Linked DNA regions of Ovis aries: region 2 is linked to region 1. Evidence: chromatin contacts called from public Hi-C data. All regions are on one chromosome and are shown on one strand. Each heading gives the region's core, a stretch centred on a gene start, on an enhancer-like site or on the middle of the called end of the contact. The rest is flanking DNA. Distances are from core to core; before and after follow the strand shown.

What was found. A called contact is a pair of places that touch in the nucleus more often than the background predicts.
Region 2: a Hi-C map of hypothalamus shows a contact between it and region 1, with 3 times the contacts expected there. The contact joins the promoter of MYC here to the enhancer-like site in region 1. A contact is called at or near these places in 2 of 16 Hi-C or Micro-C datasets (hypothalamus and muscle).

The regions. Positions count from the first base shown.
Region 1 is chr9:23,930,349-23,934,981 of ARS-UI_Ramb_v3.0, forward strand. No RefSeq gene overlaps it. Among named protein-coding and RNA genes, the nearest start is that of GSDMC, 45 kb to the left of the region's middle. Within about 2 kb of position 2,978, at least 2 of the 54 cell types and tissues checked have an H3K27ac peak or open chromatin away from gene starts, as enhancers often do. A contact at or near this core is called in hypothalamus, where this site is marked.
Region 2 is chr9:25,735,668-25,740,447 of ARS-UI_Ramb_v3.0, forward strand. MYC (MYC proto-oncogene, bHLH transcription factor) reads right to left here and starts at 2,869. Exons shown (of 3, transcript NM_001009426.1): 1 at 2,671-2,869; 2 at 189-954. The coding sequence starts at 945. LOC132657163 (a long non-coding RNA gene) reads left to right here and starts at 3,184. Exons shown (of 2, transcript XR_009594937.1): 1 at 3,184-4,780.

The DNA of each region.
Region 1 (4,633 bases), core at 1,728-4,227:
CATGAGAGAGTGACCAGATAAGACCCTGGCTTTTGTTCACAAACACCCAGAGGAGGTCCTGGGTGAGATAGCAACGCTCCTGGTGGAGATGAGGTGGAGAAGGGTGGCTTCAGATAAGGCGCTGGTGGAGCAGAGTGGCTGTTTTTCTTGAGTGAAGGCGCAAAACATCTGTTAATGAGTCTGTCTGAGAGTGAAATTTTCATTCACAGAACTGGAGAATGCAGAGTTGCAGCAATTCTAGTCTTTTGAAACATTTTTTTCTTAAACACAAGGATAAAGTGTCCAAGAGGGGGGACACGACTTTTCTTAGATTACCTGGTAAGTCAGATAAAGCTCTGTGTAGCCTTCAGAGCCTCTGACATAGAATCTGCCGCTTTTCCCACTCTGTACGGGGTACCACATAAGCCCTGCCTCCCAATCCTTCATCTTTCCCTCCTGTCATCTCTGTGCGCATTTATTCATTCACAGACCAACCCATCTATCATTCATGCATTTTTTTAATGCATACATGCACCACCATTTATTAAGGACACAAGGAAGGCCACGACAGCTCTTCAAACAGTAGTGTAATGGAGTGCACACTCAGGAGTGTAATGGAGTGCACACTCAGGAGTGCAGGGCAGTGGGGGACCAGCAAAGCGGCGTGGGAGGGGATTGTCATGGTAAGGATGCCAAAGCACCCGTGGGCAAGATGGCTTTTGAGCTTCATACAGATGGAGCAGAAGGAGGGGTCAAATGAGCGGCTCTGCCTCTGAGCCAGGGTGGAGGGCAGAGCTGGGGGAACAGACCTGCCTCAAAGGAGGACAAGCATTGCATTTTTGAAGGAAACAATTTAGCATTACACCTCTAGAGGCAGCATGAAGGCTGGATTGAAGAAGTGAAATGTTGGCACCAAAGAGGTAACTTATAGCGGTCAGTTCATCCAAGAAGCCGGCAATATGAAACATGCTTCATCTCTTCAGGGGCCATCCTTGGTGCTGGGCACTCTGGGGATGTCAAGATGGAACTCTTTCAAGTATAACAAGGTGATGGGGGGCATGGACTTTCCATCTAGATGGTGTTCAAATCCTACGTGTCCCACTTACCAGCTGGGTGGTCTTGGATGAGTTACTTAACGTCTCTGTGCATCTATAGCGTCGTCCACACACTGGGAATCATCACGCTTCATTTCTCATAGGGTTGTCGTGAGGGTTAAATGAGATGATACGTTTCATTGATGATGAAGCTCTTAGAACTTCACTTGGTATAGCGAGTACTCCATCAATGTTACTTATTCTAGAAATCTCCATCCCAACGAAATCTATATCTGTTAATGGCCTTGTGTGGGTTTTTTTTTTCTTTGCTACTTCTGTTTTCAAAAGCTCTTTTCACCAGCCTGGAATGACCGCTCCTTCCTTTTGCCCATATCCAAATCCTCCTTATTGTTCGAAGCCGAGGAAACTTGGGCAAAGGCCTTAACCCAGATAGACCCTCTCTGCCACTCTGGTTCCACAGCTGAGTTTCTCAGGACATCACTGGGCCTCTCGGTTTCGGTCCCCTGTTCTCTGAAGTGGATACAAACATATATCATATATGTAATTGATTTACAATTTTGTGTTAGTTTTAGATGTACAGGAAAGTGACTCAGTTATATGTATATACATTTTTTTCAGATTATTTTCCTTCATGTTATTATAAACTGTTGAATATGGTTCCCTGTGCTATGCAGTAAATCCCTGTTGCTTATCTATTTTGTGTATAGTTTGTATCTGTTAATCCCATACTCATGACTTATCCCTCCCTGCTTCCCCCTTTGGTAACCATAAATTTGTTTTCTATGTCTGTGAGTTGGTTCTGTTTTATGTATAGATTCATATGTATGATTTTTTTGTACCCCCCATATGAATGACATTATATGTCTTTTTCTGTCTGACTTATTTCACTTAGTGTGATATTCTCTTAAGTTCATCAATGTTGCTGCAAATGGTAATATTTTATTCTTTATCATGGCTGGGTAATATTCCACTGTATATATTACTATGCATATATGTGTGTGTATATATGTATATATAAAATGAGTCATCTGTTGATGGGAAACCCAGTGTTCATAGCAGCACTATTTACAATAGCCAAGGTAGGGAAGTGGAGGTATTTATACAGACCTGGTAGCGTTCTTGGAAGTGAAATCCTCAAATTCTGGCAGGTATTCAGTGCTTAATAAATGATAGATATTATTAAGCCAAATCTTGCCAGTCCTTCCTGCCTGAACTTCCCCCTGGACCTAGTATTTATTGATCCTAATATTTATCTGGTTAGTTATTGACCATGTAGACCATGCAGTAATTTGTATCACCTTTCCTCACTACTTGCTTGGAACTACTATTGGAATCTTATGGACCCTTAGCTTTTTGAACACACCTAGCATCCTCCCTTTATTAACTGATGGCTCAGTGGTAAAGAATCTGCCTGCCCAGTAGGAGACACGGGTTTGATCCCTGGGTTGGGAAGATCCCCTGGAGAAGGAAATTGCAACCCTTTTTAGTCTCACCTGGGAAATCCCATGGACAGAGGAGCCTTGTGGGCTACAGTCCATGGGGTCGCAAAGAGTCAGACACGACTTAGGTGACTAAACAATAAGTAACCTCCTCACTGCGGTGGGATGTCCTTCGGGGAGACCCTCCACTTGACTACAGTTTGCCGAGCAATCCAGAGCCTCCTCTGTTCCGGGAGCCTCGTGCAGGGCTAGGGTTTTCCAGCGCCTCATTGCCTTTCCACAGCGGAACCTTGTGGGGCTGGCACAGCTGGAGCGTCTCGGTCCCCTCTCTCACAGCTGCAGCGTCTCGGTCCCCTTCTCTCACAGCTGCAGCGTCTCGGTCCCCTCTCTCACAGCTGCAACGTCTCGGTCCCCTCTCTCACAGCTGCAGCGTCTCGGCCCCCTCTCATGAGCTGCGTCTTGCTGCATCTCTAGCTTGGCACAGGGCATGCCCCCTGCCTGGCTGTGGGTTCTCCTGGCTGCCCCCGTCACCAGCTGTGAGGCTGGCGCCTGGCCCTGGGTCCAGAGCTGGGCCAGAGCAGATAAGCGCCTGTTCTTGGAACCAGCTCACGGATCGTCGGATGCCTCCTTCTCTTTTTCTCCTCTGTGAAAACAGGAGTCTTGCAACTCTGTTCCAGGAAACACTGCAACGGCCCTGGGTCCTGGACGTGGCCTCACCTGAGATAAGGCCTGGGGGTGGGCCCTCAGGAAGGAAAAGCCACAGCAGAAGAGAAGGTCTCATCAGTGGGAAGATTCTTCAGGTGGGGAAACAACCACCTCTGGCAACAACGGCCAGGAGCCTGGGCTGGGCGGGAGCCTGGGCTGCCCGGGGCCCGCGAAGACCAGGCTCGCCCCCGGAGGAGGGGCTGATGGCTCCTTTGCCATCCCAGGCATGTGCCTCTGGAGGGGTGTGGGGGCTCCTACACCCAAAACGGAAGCACCAGGGCCCGTGATGACAGCTCTCCAAGGCCTCAGCCATGGAGCTGGGTGGCTGGGGCTGCGGCGGCTGGCGCAGATGGGCCCTGGACAAAGTGTGATCCAGGTTCTCTGGATCTCACTTTCTTGCTTAAAAAATAAATGTGTCATGTCAGTGGTTTTAACATCTTCCGAAAAAAAAAAAAAAAGAATACTTTAAAGTTTTTCTTTAACAAAAAGGAATTGTATCCATATTCCAAGTGTGTAAGTCAGATGAAAAGAGAAGCTCTTTCCTGCCCTTCAGAGCTATTGTGTGGCGGGTACCCAAGGCGCATGTGTGTAAAACTGGCTTCCCCAGACAAGAGGGAATCTCCACGGGCTAGTCACTCTCAGCTGTCTCTTCTAGGTCTCCCAGGCCGCTTCGGTGATGCTCCCTGTCAACAGACCTAGCAGAGCAGTGCTTGTGTATAGGGACAAGGGTCAAAATATTTACCCATTATGACCCCGTCACAAACTGAATAGAAAGGATGCTCGTTAGTTAACTGGTTGGACGTCAGTCATGTTGTTTTTTTTTGGTGTTAGAATCATATGGGAGGTGTTTTCAAAATACATTCTTTGGGTCTCATTCAGATTCCTTTGAATAAAAATTTGGGGGGCTTTTATTGATATTTTAAATTTTTTTTTTTTTTTACTTAAATTTTTGTATTAAGTGTCGTTGATGTTTACAGTGTAATGACTCAGTTAGACATATACTCTTTCACACAAGCTTTTCCACTATGGTTTATCACAGGATATGATGTTGGATATAGTTCCCTGTGCTACACAGTAGGGCCTTGCTGTTTATCTGTCCTAGATATAATCGTTTGCATCTGCTAATCCCAAACTCCCAGTCCTTCTCCTCCCCACCCTCCCTTCCACTTGGCAACCGCAAGTCTGTTCTTTATGTCTGTGAGTCTGTTTCTATTTTATAGATATGTTCATTTCTGTCATATTTCAGATTCCACACATAAGTGATATCATATGGTGTTTGTCTCTTTCTTTATGACTTCAGGGAGTATGCCAATATGCCAATCTCTAGGTCCAGCCATGTTGCTGCAAGTGGCATTATTTCATTATTTTGGGGGGCTGACTATTATTCCATTGTATATATTGTTGTCGCTCAGTCGCTAAGTAGTGTCTGAGTCTTTACAGCTCCATGGATTGTAC
Region 2 (4,780 bases), core at 1,619-4,118, 1.8 Mb after region 1:
GTTTCAGGGATGGTGAGCTCCCAAACTCTTCCAGACCTGACATTTCTTTTTCAAATATAAGGAGAAAAAGGCAGTGGGGGGCAGTGGGGGGGGGGGGCAACTGAAGTATGGCCCCTTGAGTTGGCAGCCAATGAGAATAGGAAAGAGCCAGCCGACCCCTCTGACGCGCCTGGAGGGTCCCAGCTTACCAGAGTCGCTGCTGGTCGTGGGTGGGGTCTCCTCGTGGAGAGCCAGGGGCTCGGGACTGGCCCGCGGGGAGGACTCAGCAGAGGAGAGCAGAGAGTCAGAGGAGGGGGAGAAGGCGGTGGAGTCCGGGGAGGCGCAGGGCTTGGGCGAGCTGCTGTCGTTGAGCGGGTAGGGGAAGACCACCGAGGGGTCGATGCATTCAGAGGCGGCGGCGCTCAGGTCCTGCAGGTACAAGCTGGAGGTGGAGCAGCCGCCGTGCCCGCGGGCGGGGCTCGGGCTGCCGCCGTCTTTGCGCGCAGCCTGGTAAGAGGCCAGCTTCTCCGAGACGAGCTTGGCGGCGGCCGAGAAGCCGCTCCACATACAGTCCTGGATGATGATGTTTTTGATGAGGGTCTCATCGTCGGGGTCGCAGATGAAGCTCTGGTTCACCATGTCGCCTCCCAGCAGCTCGGTCACCATCTCCAACCGGTCCGCGGAGGAAAAGCTGCCGCCGCCGCCGTCGTCGTCTCCCCTGGGCGAGAAGGAGGCGACCGCGACGTACGACGGCGAGCAGAGCCCGGAGCGGCGGCTAGGGGACAGGGGCGGGGTGGGCAGCAGCTCGAATTTCTTCCAGATGTCCTCGCTGGGCGCCGGCGGCTGCAGTTCGCTCTGCTGCTGCTGGTGGTAGAAGTTCTCCTCCTCGTCGCAGTAGAAATAAGGCTGCACCGAATCGTAGTCGAGGTCATAGTTTCTGTTGGCGAAGCTGACGTTGAGGGGCATCGCGGTAGCCTGCCGGAGGGGGCACACAAAGACGGGGCAAGTCTTGAGTTAAAGGGGTCTTGGATGGTGCCGAAACCCCCACGCAGCGCGCACTGCGCGCCACAATCCAGAACCACTCCCCTTCCAGCGCGATCCCCAAATGAGGCTGATGGGAGGTGGGGAACGGACAAAAAAGGCACCCTTTTAGCCCGCTCTGAGTGACCCTCTACTATCTCAGACACACACTTGGCGAACCAGCTCCGCAGCGCCGCGGGGCTTTTCGGCTCTCCTCCGGGGAGCCTGGAGCGCGAAGCCCGGGAGTCTGCCCCGCGACCGCCCAGCAATCGAAATCAGCTTTGGCCTCCGTCACAGGCCCGGGTAGGCGGCGGCGGCGGTGGGGAATAGGATCTGCCAAACGCCGGGGCGCAAAGTTTTGCGCCACCTGAAGGAGGCGGCGAGAGACGCCGCGGCTGGAGCGGTTGCGCTCGGCCCCCTCCCGCTCCCGGGCCCCTAGCGCCGCGCCCGTTCCCACTCGCGCGCCCTCGTCTCGCTGTTTCCCCTGCCGGCGCCGCCGCCCCTCCCAGCCTCCCTTCTCCGCCTCCCGCATCCCTACCCCCAGCGCAACCCCCTTCTTTCCTTTGCGGGCTTTCCTTCTCTCTCCGGCTGGGGTGGCGAGCTCAGCTTCGAGCCTTTAGCCCTTCTCCACCCCCCCCCCCCCCACCCCCGACCCTCATAAATAAAAGGAGAGTGTTAAATAATAACAGAGACGTCTCCCTTCAACACTCAATACGGCGACGTAACTGCGCCAGAGACCCTGCTACGATTCCGCGCCCGTAGCCGGGCGTCTTCTCCCTCACCAGCCGAGGGTAGCAGCTGTTCTCGAAAAGCCCGGTGCCTCGCTCCTGGCCGTCCTCCGCATCTCAGGGGGCGTAGGGACACCCGCGCGGGGACCCCGGAGGCGGCCGGGGAGCCAAGGCTAGGTGCAGAGATTTTGCCCTCATCCCCCCCCACCGCCGAGTCAATAATTCCAGGAGACTCGGACACATCTTTGCCCCAGCTTCCTTTTCCCCGTCCCCGCGCCTTCCCAACACCGAATCCTAACCTCTCTGTAGACCAAAATCTTTAATTTTACTATCCTTTAAAAAAAAAGTCAAAGGCCAACTTCTAAAAGGAGCCGGGAGCGTTGGAGACGCCGAGGGGGTCGGCGGGCGGGACGCGCCGCAGTGTCTGTCTCTGGCTGTCAGAAATGCAGTAAGCCGAAATTTAAATGCCCTTTTCCAGACAGGAAAAAGTCAGCGGCTGCGGAGCTCTCTTCGCTCAAACATGCAATGTGTAATTCTTACTCCAAGGAGTTCAGGATGTAAAGGGTTTTCTGTCAACCGCGAAGCATACCCTTCTTCTCCCCGACAAAAGGCAAAAAAGCAATTAATGCAATAAAGCATGAATGTCCACCCGGCCGGGGTCAGCGTCCATCTAAGGCGAGCAAAAACCTCTAAAGGCTACTTTCAGAAAACGCACCCCCGGTTTCCCTCTGCCTTCCTCTCTCTTCCCATCTTGACAAGTCACTGTACCCCGACCCAGTTCTGGTTCCTCTCCACCCCACCCCGACCAGCCACAACTACTCTGAGAAAAGTGTCAATAGCGCAGGAATGGGAGAAAAGACACTCGATTCGGGCGTTCTGCTCATCGCGGCGTTAAGGCGGTAGCAAAAATAAATGAAAAAGGCCAATAGGTCCGGGTGCTCACCCGTATTTCCACTATCCGAAGGAAATCTAGCGTCCAAAAAGCGGCGAGGAGCGCCTTTCAGAGGCGCGGGTCGTGGGCTGCGGCGAGGGAAAGTGTCTCCCCAAAAAGGCAGAAGAGCTTCTCTGCGTCCGGGGAGTCTTGGTGTCGCTCGGGTGTTGTAAGTTCCAGTGGGCAAAGTTTCGCGGATGCGGCGCGGGTGGCGGACCGCTAGCAGGGGTCCGCGGGGAGGGTGGGGTGGGGGCCGGCCTGGCTGGAGGCGCAGAAGCCCCCCTTTGACTCCGGATCTCCCTTCCCCGGGCGCCCGGAGCGCGACTCCGCTCGCTAGGCTGGCTCGGCTCTTCCACCCTGGAGGGCCCGCCCGCTCGCTCCCTCTGCCTCTCGCTGGAATTACTACAGCGAGTCAGATAAAGCCCAGAAAAAACTGGCTTTTATACGAGAAGGTAAGGCCCCTCCTCTGTTCTTTTTCCCGCCAAGCCTCAGAGTAGCCCTGCCCTTCCAGGCAGTGGTGGAGCCAGGCGGCGGCCGCGGCGAGCCAGCCGCAGCGGTAGCCGCGAGATGCGCAGCCCGGGGGTCCTCCGCAGCGGAGACCCTCGCCTATAAAGGGCTGGTGGGCGGGGACTCACCAGAGAGGATCTTTGTCTCCCCCGCCCTCTGCTTTGGGAACCCGGGAGGGGCGCTGGTGGGGAGGGAGGGCGGGAGGGGAGGAGATTCAGCTCTTTGAGCCTGGCACTCCAGTGCGCCGAGCTCTCGGATGTAAACACGGTCAGAGCGCCGCATGAATTAACTGCGCGCGCCTACCATTTTCTTTTGCTCCCGCTCAAACCGTCTCTCTGCTGCTTGGTTCCTGTGGAGCAGCGCTGTGTTGGACAAACCGCATACTTGTCCTGTGTTCTTAAATCATCTGGGGGCAGAACCGCTCATCCCTAGATGCTGAGAATACACCGTGTACCCACGGCTGCGCCATGCACGTCCCGGGTGGACAGGCCGGGAAGGGGCAGCCTTTGGAAAATAACTCCTACGAAGAGAGGAGGAAAGAAGGGGTATTGATGGGCGTGCGCTCTGAGTGTGTGTGTGCTGGGGGGTTAAGTGTCGATGGGATACATGATCAAAGGTATGGGGAAGAAAAATGGTGCCTGGAATTACTAAAATAATTCAGCAACGCGCTGCCACGTATACTTGGAGAGCGCGGTATGAATAAACACCCATTGCATTTGTTGGGGGTGTTATGCATTCTGGGTGTGCGCAGCTTTCTCGACTGCGCACCTTCCACCCACAATGAATCCCCCGATTGCTGCCAAAGTCGCAGAGGACCCCCACTCCTGGCTCTGCCCGCGCAGACCTACACGGATCTCCGTGGGGGCCAGCGTTCCTCCTGCCCCTCCCCCCACCCAGTACGCGCTAATCCCTGAGATCTTTCTGCGGGTTCCAGAGCTGGAATAAGGGAGGAGCGCGCCTGCGGGTGCGCGCCGCGGGGGACCACCCCCGTCCCTCTAAACCCCCATCCCACCCCCGCGCCTCTCTCTCGGAGTTCCCAATTCCGCAGCCAGGTTTCAGAAGAGAGACGAATCCTCTTTGCGCCCCGTGGCGCCGGTTTGCACCACTCTGGGGCTCCCAGGTTTGGGGAAAAATAGAAGGCGCTAGACGGGAGGATACAGCCCGGGGGAGGGGGGCGCGAGCCTCAGGACCAGACTCCCCAGAAGAGGGAAGGGGGCGAGCCGGAGGATCCTGCCTGGGGAGTCTGCAGAGTCCCCGGTGAGGAAAACCGTTAACTCTTTCCTGCTAGGACAAACCGAACGTTGACTTCCTTTCTGGGTCTGCTTTTCTCTTTATCATTGGGCTCGAAATCACACACACACACACACACACACACACACACACACACACACACACACAATGCATCGATTCTCATCTAAGGAGAGGAGCCAAGTATTACTTCCGTTTCTTGGGGGGGGGGGGGGATGTGTGCTGGCAGTGTCTTGAGCCAATTAAAAATTGGCCGAATTTCAGGCATTGATTTCCTAGTTCACTGACTCTTAAATTTTTTCTGAATACCATAGTGAAGTGTGTATGTATAGTAGAATCCACGTACATCTGTATACTTTTCATGTTC